Linked DNA regions of Mus musculus: regions 1, 2, 3, 4 and 6 are each linked to region 5. A link is a contact called in public ChIA-PET and promoter capture Hi-C data. All regions are on one chromosome and are shown on one strand. The core of a region is the stretch at or near the end of the contact, and the rest is flanking DNA. Distances in the headings are between cores, read along the strand shown.

Region 1 (2,899 bases), core at 148-2,647, 600 kb before region 5:
TCCTATCAGTGCCCCCAGTGTGGCAAGGAGCCACCACCTGGCTGTCCACATGCAGACTCATTCCTGAGGCTAAACAATCCTGCATTTCCTCTTGCTTTCTGTCCTCCAGGGAAGTCCAGCCCTGCAAGGGCCCAGCTCTGAACAGGACAGGACCTGCACTGTCTCAGGGCCTTTCCCTTGTGCCTGCCAAGTGGTGGAAGTTCCTTCACTTTCCAGCTGAGTTGGTACTTTAGGGGCCCTTCAAAAGCACAAGCTCCAGACCAGGAATTTGAGGTGATAGTGTCATGCCTCAAAGTCATGAGAGCGGGTGCTTCATGTGCCTCTTTGTCACAGCACCTTGGGGACAGCCTTGTGGAGCTTCTGGAGCTGGGTGATGGATTCCAATTCTGATAGTTTGCTCTCTTGTTTGGCACTCAGACACCAGAGCACATGAAGGCTCCCAGGTGCCTTCATCCCTGGCTGTGCTATTGCTAAAGTCCTGCAGACTCTGTAGCCACTCAGAAGTCCTGCACAGACGAGGCAGAGGGTGACACTGCCGTCATTCCCAGGGTAGGGGTATGACTGGCAAGACTGTGGCATGCAGCCATGGTTCTGGACGTTACTTGCCTGCACACCCAACCGTTGTTTAGGCCCTGCAAGCAAGACAGCAGTTGTCAGTAAGCGCTCAGACTGAACGTGGACAGTATAGCTGCCCCAAACTTAATCCTCCGCTGCAAGCACTCATGTTGCTGTTCTGGGGGTTCCTAGGCCTCTCTTCTAATGCTTTAGATGTTCTCTGGAAAACAAGTATTCATATTTGAAGCACAAATCCAAGTGCTGGGGTGGGGGAAGAGGCGCTGTATAATCCTGGCTCGCCTTGGGCTTGCAGTGAATTTTTTTCCCCTACCTCTATCTACCTACTAGGATTTCCTTGCTTGTGCCATTATGCACAACTGGGCTTACTGCATTTAACCTGAAATTCAATAGGACAGGTTAAAGAGTATTTTGAGTTAAGAATGAACAAAGGCTGCATGGTTGCCTGAGCTCAAAGACGTTGGATCCCAGATTCTGATGACTTATTTTGTAAAACAAAGATATGGTTGGGTTGGTTACAAGGCCCTAAGAACCATGGAGGTGGAAATATTAACTTAATCGGTGCTCTATAAATACACTGGAAAATGTAGCTGCGTGTTTGTGGCCTAGTTTGTTCTGGGGAGTCTCAACATGTGACCCTAGTGGTTGGCGTGGCTCTACAGCTCAAAGGTGAACGGAGCTCAACACCTAGTGCTCACACCTGCGGGGCTGAGACGAAACGCTAGCGAACGCTATGCAGCTTGTGCTCCCAGCTAGCCAATAGAGTCTGGCTTCTCTACCGTCAGGGGCGGAACCTCCAGGGCTAGCCAATGGGGAGCCGCCTTGTGGAGGGTGTGGCCTGCGTTTCTGCCGCGGGAGCAGCGAGGACGTCTAGGTCTCAAACTGCCAACTGCGTCCAAGACGACCATCCTGATTCTGTATCGTGAGGCCAGGAAGGGCCGCCTGTAGGGGACACAGCGGCTACAACAAGACGAAGCAGAATCGCGCGCAGCCATGACTGAGGCGGCCGCTGCACCGGTAAGGGTGGCCCTTACCGATCATGTGGGGGATGTGAAGCGGTTCCTGAATTCGCCGGGAGGACATCTTACCACCTCCTAAAATTGGGTAGAGCTCAGCCAGGTAGTCAGGGAGGAGGACTAGGAGGTCTGTTGCCACATGATTAAGTCCTTGTCTCCTTTGCCACGGGTTTGATCATTTGTAATATACGGCCGTTGAGCTTCACCAGGAAATATCTGGGCCCGGTGCACCGGCTGCGGTCGTTTTTACTCCACGACTCCTTTTTTCCAGGACCTCTTTGCTCCATCTCGCAAGTATTAGCCATCTCCGATCAAATCCCGAGCTAAGGCCCCCTCCAGTTAGCCCTCTTGGTCCTGGGACCTAGAATCTAGCTCCTGCCTAGGAGGGAGGGTTCCACGGCCTTTCGGGCCTGAATTCGATTCTATTAAGAGTAGATACATACTTCCTCGCTTGTTGTTTTTTGATGAACACCGGGAAGACTTTCCTACTGCAACTAGTTAGGGAATCAGTGTTATAGAAAACGTTGGGTAGGCGTGTTTTAGGTTCAGGTGAGTGAACTACTGAGATGAGATTTACAGTCCCTGAAGGTAGGAGGCATCTCCTGCTAGCAATAGCTTTGCAGTGACTTCAAAGACATTTCTTGGTGTTAGATTTGTGGCAAAGGATCCCAGAGAGACGAAGATATTTGACCTTTATGTGTGAAGACTGCCTCCTCCCAACCACATTTTGTTGTATGGGTCAGTGGTCACAGACCTCAGGATGGAGTGAGGAAGAGAGAAGTTTCTAGTGACAAGTATCTTACTGTGTGGGACACTTTGCTGTGTCTTTTTTATGGAAGATATCTTGGGGGAAGTTTAATGTCACAAAATTGTATTCGTTACAGTCTTTGGTTTAGAACATATAACACATTCTGACCAATAGTCAGGAACCTTCATGTTTATTGGTAATACAATATATAATAAATGTCATACACCCTGAGTGCTTTTTCTGTTTGACCACCTTAGAGATAGAGGGAAGTTCCAGGATTTATCTGTAGTCCCCACAGCTCCGCATTTTATTTACAGTTATGCATGGTGACATTACCCCCCTTCTTTTGACTAAGATGCTGGCTTTCAGCTTTCTCTGCCACTGCCTACTGGCATCTAAGATCTAGCTTCCAGTAAAGTGACTGTTCAGGGCACTGTAGTGACTGTTCGGGGCTGTTTGTTGAGGTGTCTCAGTCACAGAGACCTAGTGTCCAACTTGAAACAAGCTGAGGTTACCTGAGAGGAATGAATCTCAATTGAGAAAATGCTTCCATAAGATCTAG
Region 2 (2,962 bases), core at 153-2,652, 720 kb before region 5:
CCAGGCTGGCCTTAAACTTACAGAAAGTTTCCTGTTTCTGCTTCCTAGTGCATGGATTAAAAGCAAGTACCATCATATCAGGCTTTATTCTTGCTTTCTAAGGCCTTTTTTTGTTTTGTTTTGTTTTGTTTTGTTTTGTTTTGTTTTTTGTTTTTTGTTTTTGTTTTTGAGACAGGGTTTCTCTGTGTAGCCCTGGCTTTCCTGGAACTCACTCTGTAGACCAAGCTGGCTTCAAACTTATACAGATTCACCTGCCTCTGCCTCCCAAGTGCTGGGACTGAAGATGGGCATCACCACTGCCAGGCCGAAGGCCACATTTAAAAATTATGTCTTTTAATAATAAAATCACTAATTATTTTCCTGAGGTCAATTATTTCTCTCTATCTCTGTCTCTCTCTTTCTTTCTCCTCCTCTTCTTTCTTCTTTTTCTAGTTCATTCCATTATAGTGATGTTCTAGTTTAGAGAACGGTAGTTTTAACTCCCAACTATGCACCATCTGACCACAGTTCATGCTCAAGTAGACTCAAAGTATACACAAGATATTGCTTTGTATGTACACTATAAAGACTCACAGTACACTCAAGTGGTAGTGGCCCAGCAGGAAGATCCCTATACTGTGGGGGCACTATAGACAGTCTACTGTTGAGGGCATTGAATGGATTCATTTCATTTACTGAGATAAATGTCTGAGAAGACTTTGGTTCATACATGTTTGAAAAAAGAGAAATACTGGAAAGTTATGGCTGTGTGATTATCTTTCTGCCACACAAGCTGTTAAACACACAACTCTGTCTTTTGTTGGTCCTTAGTCCAGATCCAGCAAATCTAACCACAAGCTTTATTTCTGTTGGCTCAAGTAGTCCACTTGTCGGTGCTGGTGAGTGAGCTCGGCAGAGGATCTGGGTTTGGCTCACAACTGTGTGTGTAGCTCCAGTTCCAGGTTATCCTGCATCCTATTCCGGCCTCCATAGGCAGTAGACATCCAAGTGTAGAGAAACATTTATACATATAAAATTAAAAGAAACAAATCTTTATAAAAATTCTACTTCTCATCCAAGCCCAAGTGAGACAATAATCAAAATAATCAGAATCTCTGGTGCCAATACAAGTCATATTTGTAATTTCTACGAACGATATAACTCCATCATTCCCACCTAGCTCACTCTGGTAGCCGATTACACTATCGTCCAGCCTGGACACCGCTCCCTGGCTCTTAAACTATGTAGCATCTGCTGGGTCTTCTCAGATGGATGGGAAACCCGAGTAGGTTGGATCTGCGTTCACCAAAACTCTTTTCTCAGAAGCTGACCTCTGGGAAGGCGCTCCGGATGCGGGGGCCGCCAGGGGGCGCGCTGTCCCGGGAGGACCGACCGGAGGGGGGCGCGTCTAGGCCGGCAGAGCGCCTGCAGTACTCGCTGCCCACAAAGCGCCAGCTGAGGGGCGGCTGCAGCCGGTGCGGCGTAGGCTGCTCGCTACTCAGCTCCTCTGCGTCCCAGCGCCCCCGGAAGCCCGATTGCCGCGCGAGTCCTGTCAGAGCGAGCAACGCGAGACCGCTTCTCGCCGTCTGCCGAGAGCACTGAGCAGCCGGGCCTGCGTGTGGTGGCGACTCCCGGGACAGGACCGGGCAGCGGAGGGCCATGGCTGAGGCGACCGCCGCTCCGGTAAGGGCGCTGATGGACGGGCGTCTCTGTCACCCGGGCCTCGGGGGAGGCGAGGGAGCTGGGGACGGCAGCGGGCCTTGTGGCCCGCGTGGGTCTGCGGCTGTCGTTTGCCCCGCAAGGCCACCGCGGACCGCAGCGCCGGGCGACGCCGCGGGACCAGGGTCTGCAGTTTCTAACCTACACGCGCCGCGGTGCTCCGCGTCAGCCCGCGGAACGGGGAAGTGGGCTCGAGGTGTTTTTGCAATCCACCAGCCATTCTGTACAGCCGCGAGAGCTGTCGTTGCTAGGTGCGGCAGGACAGTCACCTGCGTGGCGGGGAAGGTAAAAGCCAAGGTGTGTCCTTATGGACTGCGTGAGGACAGACAGCCTCGCGCGCCCGGGAGGGCAGGCTGTGGCGCCGCGGGGACCTTGGAAGGCCGACCGAGCGCAGGCTTAGCCAGTAGTGCAGTCGTGCGTGTGCTTGTTTGCTGCAGGCCTGCAGTGGGCCCAGCCGTGCATGCACCAGAGATGCCAGGGCTACCAGGACAACCCGCACAGTCCCTGCACACAGCCATTAAGGAAGAGGGGATGGTCGTTTAACAGAACGTTCTGATTGGAAAGTATTGCTTTTGTTTGCCACCTAAGAAGGCTTTGGTCAGCTCAAAGAGACTTTTTAAATAAGTCAGAAGTCAGGCAGGTCTGCAGAGGAGTAGATAGGAAGTAAAAAAGAAAGAAGAAACCAGGGGAGCAGCGGGGAGGGGCGGGGAATGGAGTAGAGGGGAATACCCTTCAAGTTTAATTTTCCCCCAACCCTTAAAAAAGATAGTAGAGCCCATGGTGTATGCTATAGGTATATGCCATGCTGAAAACTGTCACATACTTTTAGTTCTCTAGTAGTCATGTTTAGGAGGTTAAACCATGATGGTAACATGGTGGCTCACAGAGGAGTTTAAAATAGGAGAATCAGAAATTTTAGTATATGCTTGGCCAAATAGCCAGAGTGTGTGTCTTTAAAAAAAGAAAGAAAGAAAAGAAAAAAGTAAAAAAAAAAGTAAAAAGAAAGAGGAAATTAATTTCAGTTAATTCAGTGAAATGTTATTTAGCTCAAAGTATAAAAATATTTTAATAGTAATATTATAAAACTATTAATGAGATTTTAAACACAACACATCTCAATTGAACTGAGCACATTTAAAGTCCTCAATAATCACTTGGACTCAGTGACTTTGGTACTGACCAGGGCAAGACTGTTTTATGAAGAAGAATTTGGAAATACTGATATTTTTAATTTTAATTTTAAGAAATCTTTTTAGGGGTTATG
Region 3 (3,328 bases), core at 231-2,730, 710 kb after region 5:
AATTCTTTCCTTCAGCAAAGCCCTCCAGCGGCTTTTTTCCACCCGCCCCTCCTCCACTAGAATACCAACACAACTGCCAGCCCTCGAGTACCATGGGACTTTTGTTTCCCTTTTTTTTCCTTCCATGGTTTTACCAGGACTCACTTCCATTAATTTCCAATACTAGGGTAACTTCGGAATAAAACTCAAAAACCGGTAACGTTCTAATAATATACTCAAGCTTTGTGAATATACGGTTTATACTCACAAGACCTCAGATAACCAAAGTCTTGAGTCCCTTTTCCGGGGAATGGGTGAGAAAAACGGGGGAGGGTCTGTAAATTTCAGGTATAATCTTTTGAGTTAACAATGATTAGCTTTTTTCTTTTCTTTTTTGAAAACTGAGGCAAGAAATTTGTTCAGTTACGTAAGGTTTAAAGTAAGATGTCTTGGCAGTTTAGCCATAAAGATCTGTAAAGGAGTTTTCAGAGGAATGGTCACAGGAAGGAAAGCTTTGGAAGTTGAGACATAAAGAACCCAACATCTAGCTGTTAGGAAAACAGGCGTCACTGCATTTCCACATTCATTTAGAAGCGAAAGGAAAGAGGACATTAAGGGGAAAGGCTCTTGCGTAGTTTTCCCTTCCCCGCTCGCTCTCGTCTTAAGGACTCTTAAGGGTCGCTGCGGTCGTTGACTAACCACTTCACTGGGCTCGTCCCACCTTCAACCTCAAGGCTTTCGCCTTTACAGACGCGACGCCGCCGGTTCCGACGGAGACGCGGCCGCTCACTGCAACAGAGAGCCAAGGAGACAACAGGCCCCAGCTAGTCCCGCGCCAGCGATTCCCCGCCCGGACAGCAGCCCCGCGCACTTCTGACCCCGAGACCCCGCTGCGATGGCCGGAGGAGGGGTGGTGGTGGCCCGAGATGCCACCGCAGGAAGCACCTACCACTATCCGGCCGGAGGGAGCGCCCCGCCGCCTCCTGCCCCACCGCGCCGGGGACCCGCACCTCGGAGCAGAGATGGGAAGCTGAGAGGAAAGGGAGCGACAGGAGAGGATAGGACCAGGCCAGGTACCAGTCAGCCGCCAGAAAGGAGCGCTGCGGGCTAGTGGGGCATCTGGGCACGCAGGGGGACCCCGAAGCCATCTTGGGACGTGACGCGCTCGCGGTGGCCCTCAAGGCTGCTCCTGAGGGCCCCGCCACCTCGCCCGACCGACCGCGCTCGTCCCCGAGCCCCGGAGCATCGGGCCGCCGCCGAAGACGGCTCCCGCGGCTTTGTACTCACTCTGCCCTCGAAGTTGTTCTCCTCTACATCACTCATGTCGGCCAGGCGCTCCCGAGAACTAAATAAGAGATATGTCTCGGCTCGAGGGCCGACGGCCTAGTCACCGCGCTGTTCGGACTGTGGGGAGGAAGAAGGCGACGGCTACAACGGCCAGTGCGTTCCACTCCCACCAGCTCGCACGTTCAGGCAAAATGGCGCCCGTGCCGCCAGAAACCTCCTGGTGTCCCCGGCGCCTGACGTCAAGGGGCGGACCTGTGATGACGTCGTCGCGAACCCCGCCTCCGCCCCGGGAGGCTTTGTGTCCGCCTGGCCTAGCGCGGGAGATTGGCGGGTTTCAAGAGCTTGCTGTTTGGCGTTGGGTCGGTTTGTCCTCCGGGTGCTGGAATTAAAGGCGTGTGTCATCGCCTGGCTTTGCCTGTGGGGTTTTGTTCTTGAGTTTTTTTGGTTTTGTTCTCTTTAGGTATGGAACTCAGGTCTTTCTTGCATAGCAAAACAAACCAACCAAAAACAAGCAAACAAAAACCCAACAAACAAACCGACTTTTCCAGCTGAGTTTTCCTTATCCCCAGTATCTGCCCCCCCCCCTTTTTTTTTTTTTGGTTTGGTTTTTTTACAGAGACAGGGTTTCTCTGTATAGCCTTGGCTGTCCTGGAACTCACTTTGTAGGCCAGGCTGGCCTCGAACTCAGAAATCTGCCTGCCTCTGCCTTCCGAGTGCTGGGATTAAAGGCGTGAGCCACCACGCCCGGCTAGTATCTGCCCTTTTAAACGTTGAAATAACAATATATACACAGATGGGGTTATACTGAAAAGCCATGAGTTTCTCACTCTTCTCTGCTTCCAAACCTCAAGACAGGGTTTCTGTGTAACCCTGGCTGTCCTGGAACTCCCTCTGTAGACCAGGCTGGCCTGGAACTCACAGAAATCTGCCTGCCTCTGCCTCCCAAGTTCTGGGAATAAAGGCATGAGCTCCCACCACAGCGGGGGGCATTTTAATTGAAGTTCCCTCCTCTCAGGTGACCTTATCTGTGCCAAGTTGATAGAAAATTATCCAGCACACCTAGCATGTACTAGGCTCTGGGTTTAGTCCTCAACACTGTAGAACATGTAAATAAATAAAAATAAATTGGGGGAATATATTGTTTGGCAACATTAGTATCCATACTTCTTGCTCTAGAAAAATAAGGAACACCAGCACAAATAATGAATTCACAAAGACCTGAAATAGCTGGGTGTGGTGATCTGTGCCTGTGATCCCACCACTTAGGCGTCTAGAAGGAAGGACTGTTGGAAGTTCCAGCCAACCTGAGATATAAAAAGAGAGCCTATCAGAAATGTCAGAGAGCTAGTTATCAAACTCTTTAAAAAAAAAAAGATTTATTATATGTAAGTACACTGTAGCTGTCTTCAGACACACCAGAAGAGGGTGTTAGATCTCATTATGGATGGCTGTGAACCACCATGTGGTTGCTGGGATTTGAACTCAGGACCTTCAGAAGAGCAGTCAGTGCTCTTAACCGCTGAGCTATCCCTCCAGCCCCCATTATTAAACTCTTAATGGTTTGGACTCAGCCACAACAGGAAGATTTATGTTGTGAATATCAGCAAATCATTTTTCTTCCTCTTTCTTTCAGAGAGCTCATTATTAAATACTTACCCTTCTATTCATGTAATATCATGTAAGTTAATATGTAGTGTTATTTTGTAAGTGCATTTAGAACAGCACATTCCTGATTTACTATATTGTTGTTTCTTCAATTTTTTATTGGATATTTTCTTTATTTACATTTCAAATGTTTTCCCCTTTCCAGGTCTCCCATTCTGAAACCCCCACCACCACCACCCCATCCCCTGCCTCTGTGAGGGTGTTCCCCCATCCACCCACCCACCCACTCCTGTCTTCCTGCCCTGGCATTCCCCTACACTGGGGCATCAAACCCCTTCTCTCCTCCCACTGATGTCCAACAAGGCCATCCTCTGCCACATATATGGCCAGCGCCATGGGGCCCTCCATGTGTATTCTTTGGTTGGTGGTCCAGCTCCCTGGGAGCTCAGTGGGTGGG
Region 4 (3,305 bases), core at 581-3,080, 760 kb after region 5:
GTGGAAGTGTAAGATGAATAAACCCTTTCCTCCCCAACTTGCTTCTTGATCCTGATGTTTATGCAGGAATAGAAACCCCGACTAAGACAATAGTCAACAGATTAAAACCCTGGTTGATATCTACATTTTTTTCTTATGTAGCAAGTTTTCAGCATCTATGTGGTGGCTTGCTGTTACAGTACCTCCTAATTCAGACGAACTACATTGTAGATCCTCGAGGGTCATATATGTCTAGCAGCATTAGAGAGCACAGAACATTTGTGTCCAGATTATCCCATTTTGTGCATTGGTTACATGGGTTTTTTTTCTCCTTAGTTAGGGCCCTGGTTGGATCCCCCTTTCCTTCTCCTCCCCTCCTTCTACTGTGACGTGGAGGATCAAACTATCCTCATACAAGGTATTAATAAACCCCTACATGTGCTGGTGTTCTACAGATGGAACACTTTGTTTTGCCCTTGATTCTTTTTCTTGTGATTAAAATTCTTTGTACATTCTGAGTACAAGGCCTTTCTTGATTTATATATTTCAAGGGTCTCATTCCACTCTTAAGGCTTGTCTTTTGTTTGTTGCTGTTAAAACTGTCTTTCCCAGGCTGCATTTGATTTCCAGGTCCTCCTGTTTTGTTTGGTGTGTGTGTGTGTGTGTGTGTGTGTGTGTGTGTGTGTGTATGTATGTGTGAAAGAGCGACAGAGAGAGAGAGAGAGAGAAACACACAGAGAAAGACACAGAGACACAGAGAGAGAGACACACAGAGACACACACAGAGACACAGAGAGAGAGATGCACACAGAGAGGCACACAGAGAGAGGCACACACAGAGACATATACACACACAGATAGAGAGAGACAGAGGGAGAGAGAATTTTATGAGTATTGGTATTTTGCTTGCATATACCTTAGTGTACCAACTGTATTCCTGGTGAGGCCAGAGGAAGACTGTCAGATATCCAGAAATGGGGTGACAGATGGTTGTGAGCCACCATGTGGATTCTGGAAACTAAACCCGAGTGCTCTCTAAGCACAAGGGCTCAGCCATCTTTCCAGCCCAATTTGACTTTTTAACGTGTAATTTTGTGTGTGCTGAGCATTTAATCAGGGCCATATTCATGCTAGCCAAGTGTTCTACCACTAAGCTGCATACCAAGTCCCGAAGTACTTGATTTTTTAAAAATGTATTAACTTTGTTAAACTCTTATTAATTGTAATAATTTGTCTACAAGTTGTTTTGTATTTGTCATGTGTATACATATTTATACCATCCGTGACAAGAATATCTTTAAAACACTTTATTTGTATTCATGTAATTGTGTGTGAGTGTGCTGAGGTCTGCAGAGGCCAGAAGCAGATGGGATCCCTTGGAGCTGGAGTTCCAAGAGATTATGAACCTCTTGATGTGGGAGCTGGTAATTGAACTCTGGTCTTCTGGTCCCTCAGCAAACTGTCTGAACTTTTGAGCTAGGTCTCCAGTCCTCAGAAAAGGATAGTTTGTTTCTATTAGTCTTTAGTCCTTTTAGTTATTTTTTTATCCTATTTCCCTGAGTGAGGACCTTCAGGAGCACCATGGGGACATTGGACTCTCCAACACTAGGATGCCCTCTAGTGTCAGACAACAGCATTAGGGGTTTCTTTTCTAGTGGAAGGTAGATAGTAGGATGCTTCACCACTAGTGGCGAATAGGGTGCTGAGTTTTCTCTAGTAGCAATGCAGCTGCTGCGCCTCTTAGTTGCTAAGCAACCGCGTCGCCCTGAGCCCCTGGGCCAACAGCACGTGCTGTCTCTCCGCAAGGCGGGACTACATTCCCCACAATGCCGCGCGCAGTAGGCCCTGGCCGGAGAATGGGGGAAGGGTGGCCGGGAGGCGGAGCGGAAACCGGGAGTAGCGTCCCCGGGTGCCGAGCGCTCTCGGTCCTACCTCCGTCCTGGCCCGCAGGCTGTTGCGGCGCCGCTAACGCCCTCCCGTGGCGGGCTGTGGCTGTACTTCCAGTTTGTGAGCCCCGCGGCGGCGGCCCGCGTGATTGAAAGGAAACCAGCAGGCCAGGTCAGACGGAGGAGATTGGGGAGGCGGGAGGCGGTGTCCCTGCGGCCCCGGCTTTGCTACTTTGACAGCCTCGACCGCCGGGCCGGGCTCCGCGGTGCTCTGCGGGGATGGGCAGTCTCTGCGGCCGCGCTCATTTGTGCTCCACTCTTGACAGCTCAATTCTCTCGTTAGGAGAAGGACGTGAAATGCCCATTAAACCTGCCAAACTCTTCTCCTGGGAGGCTGGGGAGGAACTTTATCTGCTGTAGGTACAGGCGGTGGCAATTGAATGGCCAGGCAGCCAGGATTCGAACCCCTGGCGTCCCTCTGCCTGCTGCTTCATTCAGGCTAAGCAATGGCTCCAAGCCGATGTGTTTCATCCAGCAGATGGAGATCTCATACAGTTTTAAGTTGTTAGATTTATGGATAATAAGCTATTACACCTTGAGTTTTTCATTTGATGAAAAGATGTTTTGAATGTGATTCGAAGTGTGTGGACTTTTGGTTAATCACTAGGTTGTGTGTTCAGTTTATATTTTTACTTCTTACATGCAGAGAATTCCTTAAGATATGCTGGCTTCTTAATTTCCGCCCCTTTAAGATGGCTGAGAATGTTCTAAGGAAATTGATGACTCTGCTTTCCTGGGGATCAGCTCTGTATATAACTGTACAAGGACTCACCTCCCCCACCTCCCTAGCCTGGTCCCATAGGAAACCCTTAAAAGGAGATTAAAGGCTTTGTCCGTCAGATCCTTTGCAGCTTTGCCCTATGTCAACTTTCTGTACTGTTTCTAATGGTTCAGTCGTTTCTCTCCTCCCCACTCCCCTTCTCTCATTTTCTAGACAGGATTTCTCTGTGTAGCCCTGGCTGTCCTGGAACTCACTCAGTAGACCAGAAAACTATAAATCCCCTTACGCATTTATTCGTGACCAGGCTGGCCTCAAACTCAAGAGATCCTCCTGCCTCCGCCTCCCTAGTGCTGGGATTAAAGGTGTGCGCCACCATCACCTGACACCCACTTAGGATTTCTGTTCCCAGGTTATAGTTTTTGTCTGGAGACACATTGAGTGAATGCAGTAAATCTGATCAGGAACGACTTCAACGTGTTCAGGTTCTGTCAGTTGTTTTTACCCTTGCTTTCTCAATGTTATTGACATTGGGTTTTCAAGGAAAGCTTTATAAAACTTTAACTGAATTTCATTTTTATTTAACGTGTATGCCCTGTATGTACTATTTTGAGTCGAGACATGATGATTTATGTGACTGTGTGATATCTTTAGGGAAAGGG
Region 5 (3,373 bases), core at 752-3,251:
GATTCCAAGGATTTTTGGTTACATAGAAACTTGGCAGAACATCTCAAAATTATTTGGCAGAGCATCGTATATTATCAGGGTGGAGGTCTCGGTATAAGGGTGTGGAAAAATTCCAGAAAAGGGTCAAGACAGGGTCAAATCCAAGTTTTACAGCAAACAGGAATGAACTTTCTTCCACCTTTTAAGGAGATGGCTTCAGTAGTTCTTAAGTGACTTGCCTAAGGCAGTCCTAGGAGCTGTCCATGGTGGTGGCACTTTCTTTCCTGACTCAGCCTACCACTTTCATGAAATACCAGCGCAGGAGCTGTCCACGGTGGCGACACCTCTTCTTCAGACTCCCAAGAAGCTCAGCAGTGATGTCGCCTCAGCCATGGGCCCAAAGCAGGGAAAGGGAGGTGAAAAATGCCTCCAGTCCCTGAGCAAAAAAACCCACCAATCCCTGAGCTTCCCACAAACCCCCACCAATCCCAGAATAGGAAACCTCACCAATCTCTGAGCTCTCCAAGCTCAGGACTTGAAATCCCACCAATCCTCAACCTGGAAATCTCTGCCCTGAAAAGCTCCATCCATAAGAAATCCTATATAAGCCCTGCCCTTTGTTCAACAGCCTTGCTGTCTGCTCCTGGAAGCAGAGGCAGCCACTCCTGGATTTGTCCCCTCTCTCCCTGGACCCTCCCTATTTTGTTTTTTTTTTTGTTTTTGTTTTTTTTTAAATGAGATTTGATTCCTGATGTGATGTTTTTGTTTTTGTTTTTGTTTTTTAGCATCAGAAGAAGCAAAGAAGCAATGAAGAGAAGTGGAGCGGGGCTGAGGCTCCAGAGCTCAGCTGGGTATACCCTTCCCTGGGAGCTGCAGTGCCTCTTGCTGAGGAGGCTTCCTCTCAGAGCTATGTGGTTCCTGGGCTCCTGTGTCTCAGGACGCTCTTCTATTGGGACACTGTCCTACCTCTGAGCTGTGTGGTTCCTAGGCTACCATGTCTACCATTGGGACACTCTCTCTGCTAAGAGTTGTGCGGTTCTTGGGGTTCCACACCTTCCTAGAAGGAACATTTATAGCTTCTAATCTTAAAATAGACTCAGGCTGGTCCATCACATGGAGAAGTTCAAGGGAGATCAAATGGATACCGGGCACCATTTGACGGATTAGAAAAGCTAGGTCACCACTGGCCTGCAGCCTAGCACACTGAACGTCATCAAACACGTATTCATTAAGGACTTTGCACTGTGATACAGTGCAAAGATGTGAACAACAACAAAACTGTGCCTATACTTAGCCAGCCCAGGCTGGAAGGGTGTGGACTGAACTGGGATTGCTTTGTCTGAGTGCACAGAAAGCATCAGGAGATGGAAAACCCTCCCAATGTAGACATTTCCAAGTGGCCTGTGAAAGAAAGTGAGAGGCATTCTCCCCTGTGCCTAGTTAAGGTGACCTCTTTATCCGTTGGACAATGTCATTTACAAAGGTGGCAGTTTGCGTTGGTGACATCTCTGGGGGCAAGGCCTTTGGGAATATCACTAGGCAGTGCACATTTATCTCAGGAAACATTCTGATGTAGTTTTCTAAAAATACGGGTAAGGTTCCCACAAGGGGTCCTTCTTATCGTTATTGTGGCACCTTTTGTCTGCAGTCCTAGGCGGTGAGCATGACTGCACCGCTGTGAGGGGCAGGGTTCGGAGAGGGGTGGGCGAGCACGTACCAGGCACCGTTTATCGGGTTAGAAAATCTAGGTCACCACTGGCCTGCAGCCTAGCATACTGAATGTCACAGAACACATTCGTTAAGGAACCATAAATGCCTTTCCCAACGTCGCTCTGTCAAATGTGCTAATGACCAAACTAACAGGAACAAAATCCTCCAGCAGCACTGGCCGCGGGTTCCAGCACAAAGAGCTAGAAGCTCCTCTGGTTGTGTAATCTGCGTCACTTGCGTACCCTGCCAGCCGCAGCGCGTCCCTTAAAAACAACTTTTTCTGCGTCGCACCACTCCCCGCCCCTTCCGGCCTTTCGCAGGTTCCGGGTCGGCTGGGCCTGCGCCAGAAACCGAGTTGCGTGTTCTGTTTGTTTGGGGGATGCTGGATTCTTCTGGAACCGCCCGCGGTTAGTGGCCACGCCCTCAGCCCCAGGCACTGCTCTGAGTGCAGTTAACAGACAGAACGCTTTAACCGGTAACAATCGCGGCCGGTGAGGTGGGTGCTGCCTTGGTGGCCAGGAGACATTAGGATTGGATTTCCTATCCCACAATCACAGCCTCTTGGTATACATAACAACAAGGGTTCCGCTAGTGTGATAGATTATTTTAAAAGAGCAGCCGTAGAGAAAAAGGCGGAAAAAGTTTTGGTCTTGTTTATTCTCGGTGAGGGAGCATTTGTCACAAGATATGCAAATGGCAAAAATGCCTACAAAGGAAGAAGGATGCGGCCCCTTATTGGGGTCAGAAATGGGTGGAAATGACTTCAGTAGTCCCCAAAGGAAGCTGGGAAGTGTAGTCTCCCAGCAGGAACTTATCCGTGGCTTTTGTCACTTTGGCTATGTGAGCTCAGAAGATGGCGGAGTGTTGTTTAAAACATCCTCCACTGTTGTGCCAGGGAAAAGTTAGTGACCCCCCCCCCCCCCCCGCCAAACACACACACACACACACACACACACAGGAGCTGATCTGATGCAACTCACAGCAGGGTCTTTATTCTATTCGAGCTAGCTCAAGCCCCCCCAATGCACCACCCTCACACAGGACGGTTTTGGTGGGGGAGGAGCCCCGAATGTCTATGTGGCAAGGCTTTATAGTAAGCACCAAACATGGAATACGAATGCGAGCATCTAAATGGAAAGCTACTTTGGCCTTTAATATAACTGGCTGGTGCTGGGAGTCACATCATAAACTTAACTTCTGCTCCCCTCTGCATGGGTGGTCATTAGGCAAGGGTTGGGCTTGCAACCTGGGGTGCAGGTTTGTTGGGGGAATAACCAGGAGATACTGGTCTTGTTAGGGGTGTAACTTGGAAACTCTGCTCTTGTTGGGGATTAGCCTAGAGACGAGCTAGGCTCAGGTTTTGTTGTGGGGACAACTTGGATACTAATGCTAGATACCGGCCTGTAGTCTACCTGAGTTCAAGCTTAGGTCAGATTCTCTAAAATGGAGTCTGAATTTAAAAGCTTTGGCATCTCACACTGACTGGCTTAAATTCTCTGGTTGTGTGGGAGACTAGAGCTCCTTCTTCCCCAGGTGTAGGAATGTGAGAGGAGAGGAGGCTGGCAAGCTTGCACAGAGTGGGACTGTGGAATGCCCCTGGATGTATGTTTGTGCGGTGTAACAGGGTAGAATTAGGGAGCCAGGTCCCATCTGGGCATGCTCCTGAAAAGGACTGACAAAATAG
Region 6 (2,925 bases), core at 144-2,643, 630 kb before region 5:
TCTGCTCTTCCAGGGATTCAAGGTGACTGCTGGTTCAGGACAATGACTTACCTCTGCCTTCAGCTTGAAAGGGGATGAGATGGGACAAGTAGACACACTCAACTGATTGACACGGTTATGGAGTCAAGCAGGAATTTGATCCAAACAAAGGCAACAAACAAAGATAAAATGAAGGCACAGACACACCCAGACTGCTGTGGGGGGCTTAAATGAGTCAGCGCTTTTAAAAAAATTATTATTATTTTAATATAAATGTAGGTTTTTAAGTGCCTGTTAAAACAGATGCTGAGAATTTTTTTTTTCAGCAGGCCATCGGCTTGGGTTCTAGAGAAAGTTGTTAGTTGTAGTCAGTGTAGACAGGGATCATTTGCAGAAAAATGAAGAAGGGACCAGTCTAGTGAGAGTACTTGAATTCTTAGAGGAAGCTATTCACACTTAGTGGAAACTCATGTCATTCTCACTCAGCATGTCCAGGACAATGTAATGGAAATGAGGCATTTGAGTACTGCAAGTACTGGGTTTGGGGGTGTTGTTTGGATCAATGTCTCTTTAGATATTTCTGGCTAGTCAAAAACTCACTATATAGCTGAGGCTGGCCTCAAACACCTGAGCGCTGGGGTGGTAATGATGTGGCCAGATGTTTCCAAGCCAGAATGCAGAACACATTGCCTCTAATACCCTGGCACCCTGGCATGAGGACTAGGTTATTTATTTAGTTTTTTTGAGACAGGGTTTCTAGCCCTGGCACTCACTCTGTAGACCAGGCTGGCCTCGAACTCAGAAACCCATCCACCTCTGCCTCGCAAGTGCTGGGATTAAAGGCATGAGCCATCACTGCCCGGTGAGGACTAGGTTAATTATTTGTGATTAAGGCTATCTTGAATTCTGCAATGCAAGTGATTACCATAATTAACACTCTATAATGGATTGACCAGAAAAAGCCAAGTCATAGGTGAGCATGGAAGAAAATCACTTGCCTATGAGAATTCACCTTTTCTTTAGCTTCAGCTGTGTTCTTCCCTCACAGAAAAGGGTGTACACATTTGTACACATTTTTTAAAAATTATTTTTATTTTTGACAATTGCATGCAAGTCCAGAACGTATGGTGTTCACATCCACCCCCATTAGCCTCCTTTTCTACTAGTCCCCACGCTCTCCTCCCTACGCCTTTCTCTCTCTCTCTCTCCTTCCCGCGCCTTTTTAAACTTGCACATATTTGAATCTCTTAAAGCATTTCGCGGAGTGCAGGACTCAAATTCAGAAAATGCTCTTGATTTTGAGAATCCTTACGCTTACACCCCACACTCAATGACTGAATTTCCAGGCTGCTGTTCCCCTTCCAGGAGCACAGTGGCGCAACAGAAATACCGCGCGGTAGGAGGAGCCGCTGCCGCTCTTCTTGGGGGTGGGGAGCGCTCCCAGAATGCACCTTGTATCAACACGGCGGCGGCGGCGGCGGCGGCGGCTTCCAGGAGGGTGAGGACGTCTGGCGGAGCGGCGTACAGTTCGAGCAGTATCCCGCCAGTCGGTGTTGTGGGGCGACTGCGACCATGGCGGAGTCGACGCCTACTCGGGTAAGGTGCTCCGGCCGGCTCGGGAGGGCCTTGGGGGAGACAGCGCCCTGCCCGGGGCGGGGCTTGAGGCGCTCGGTCGCAGGCTTGGTTTCCTCCGCGGCCGTTGGCGCCGGCGGATGCTGACTTCCCTCCCGGTACCCTCGCCCTCCGCCCGCCCGCCCGCTCGCTTGCTCCCTGGGTCCTTCTGCGTCAGGCTCAGAGCCCGGATGCTCTGCGTCTTTCCGCAGAAACTTCTGCGAGGCTTTTTGAATTGTTTGTGACTGCGCCCACATATTTTCCTGCTTCGTGCCAACTAGGGACTCGTTTTCTGAGTTGGAGTGAAGGCGCGGGATAAAACCCTGGGTTTGGGTTGTTGCCTTTGAGCTCAGCTACGGAAGACCCCAGGACTTAGGGCTTCTCTCCGACCAGTGGGGCTCTGCTCCGGTTGCCATGTTCTGCCATAGCTATCTGTACTGAGTTTGCAGCCACAGGTTGAAGCCTTCTCTCCTTGGGGACTGGTGTATTTGCTGTTTTTGTTTGTTTGCTTGCTTGTTTTTTGTTTTGTTTTGTTTTTACAAAACTGTGGGTGCGCATTGTTATCCGCTTACCGCCTCTTCCAGCTGTCTCTCTTTTCAGAGAATGTGAAGACACTGAAAATTGGTTTGAGGAATATCTTCCGTAACTCAGCGTTCATCTATCTATATATTCAGTGCATGGTCTTCGGAAGGCAGTCTATGCTCACTTCTCTAGGCCTTTGTCTCCTTAACTTGAATTGAGAATGTTGAGTTCCTTGTAAGCATTTTTACGTTTTTTTTTTTCTGGCTCCAGTCTCCTCATACTGTGTCACAGTAGAGGTTAACATAGGAAAATAGGATAGATGGACCTGAACTGGCTTTTCACTGTTGAGACAGAGCCTCACAGGCTGTCCTTAAGCTGATGACAATCTTCCCGACTCAGCCTCCCCAGTGCTAAGTTTACAGGTGTAAGTCATTCTGCTGGGGTTTGTTTGGTAGTGGTTGTGCTTTGAGGCAAACTCTCATGTGCCCCAGCCTAGCCTATCTGAGAATGACTGTAAACTCCTACCTCTGACTCCCAACTTGCAGATATTACAGGCATAAGTATTTTTCTTGTCTTTTTGTTTTGTTTAGTTTTTGTTTTTTAATCTTTCAAAATAAGGTCTTACTTTGTGCCCTGGCTGCCTGGAACCAGTTAGGTAGACCAGGCTGGCTCTGAACTTGGAGCAATCCTACTTGTGCATCCAGGTGTAAATAAGAGACCAGGAGTTAAACAGACCCCCTGCAGGGTAAGCAGATAGGGAGAGAGGCCTTGGCTAGGCAGACAGATTTCCAAGATGGACATTATCTTCCTGAT

The links. Promoter capture Hi-C pulls out the DNA fragments that hold promoters and counts their contacts. ChIA-PET counts read pairs in DNA pulled down with a chosen protein or histone mark.
Region 1: an RNA polymerase II ChIA-PET map of memory CD8 T cells shows a contact between it and region 5, with 24 read pairs. The contact joins the promoter of Zfp956 here to the promoter of Lrrc61 in region 5. A contact is called at or near these places in 3 of 115 datasets of contacts at active chromatin or transcription factors (craniofacial prominence, large pre-B cells and memory CD8 T cells).
Region 2: a promoter capture Hi-C map of hippocampal neurons shows a contact between it and region 5, with 5 times the contacts expected there. The contact joins the promoter of Zfp398 here to the promoter of Lrrc61 in region 5. A contact is called at or near these places in 4 of 39 promoter capture datasets (3T3-L1-derived adipocytes, hippocampal neurons, liver and 1 more).
Region 3: a promoter capture Hi-C map of pre-B cells shows a contact between it and region 5, with 5 times the contacts expected there. The contact joins the promoter of Tra2a here to the promoter of Lrrc61 in region 5. A contact is called at or near these places in 5 of 39 promoter capture datasets (the 3T3-L1 cell line, 3T3-L1-derived adipocytes, hippocampal neurons and 2 more) and 2 of 115 datasets of contacts at active chromatin or transcription factors (memory CD8 T cells and microglia).
Region 4: a promoter capture Hi-C map of pre-B cells shows a contact between it and region 5, with 5 times the contacts expected there. The contact joins the promoter of Ccdc126 here to the promoter of Lrrc61 in region 5. A contact is called at or near these places in 4 of 39 promoter capture datasets (the 3T3-L1 cell line, hippocampal neurons, liver and 1 more) and 1 of 115 datasets of contacts at active chromatin or transcription factors (pancreatic cancer cells).
Region 6: a promoter capture Hi-C map of hippocampal neurons shows a contact between it and region 5, with 4 times the contacts expected there. The contact joins the promoter of Zfp212 here to the promoter of Lrrc61 in region 5. A contact is called at or near these places in 8 of 39 promoter capture datasets (the C10 cell line, cranial neural crest, frontonasal cranial neural crest and 4 more).

What each region holds. Positions count from the first base shown.
Region 1 is chr6:47,951,993-47,954,891 of GRCm38.p6, forward strand. Zfp956 (zinc finger protein 956) reads left to right here and starts at 1,398. Exons shown (of 5, transcript NM_178898.4): 1 at 1,398-1,590. The coding sequence starts at 1,567. It overlaps Zfp783 (zinc finger protein 783), which reads left to right. Exons shown (of 6, transcript NR_027963.1): 6 at 1-2,557.
Region 2 is chr6:47,834,259-47,837,220 of GRCm38.p6, forward strand. It overlaps Zfp398 (zinc finger protein 398), which reads left to right and starts at 1,403. Exons shown (of 6, transcript NM_027477.3): 1 at 1,403-1,662. The coding sequence starts at 1,639. It also overlaps a transcript of Zfp786 not described here.
Region 3 is chr6:49,262,572-49,265,899 of GRCm38.p6, forward strand. It overlaps Tra2a (transformer 2 alpha), which reads right to left and starts at 1,481. Exons shown (of 8, transcript NM_198102.2): 1 at 1,267-1,481. The coding sequence starts at 1,302.
Region 4 is chr6:49,317,444-49,320,748 of GRCm38.p6, forward strand. Ccdc126 (coiled-coil domain containing 126) reads left to right here and starts at 1,831. Exons shown (of 3, transcript NM_175098.6): 1 at 1,831-2,037.
Region 5 is chr6:48,552,798-48,556,170 of GRCm38.p6, forward strand. It overlaps Lrrc61 (leucine rich repeat containing 61), which reads left to right and starts at 2,002. Exons shown (of 3, transcript NM_177736.3): 1 at 2,002-2,185.
Region 6 is chr6:47,919,175-47,922,099 of GRCm38.p6, forward strand. It overlaps Zfp212 (Zinc finger protein 212), which reads left to right and starts at 1,394. Exons shown (of 5, transcript NM_145576.2): 1 at 1,394-1,575. The coding sequence starts at 1,552.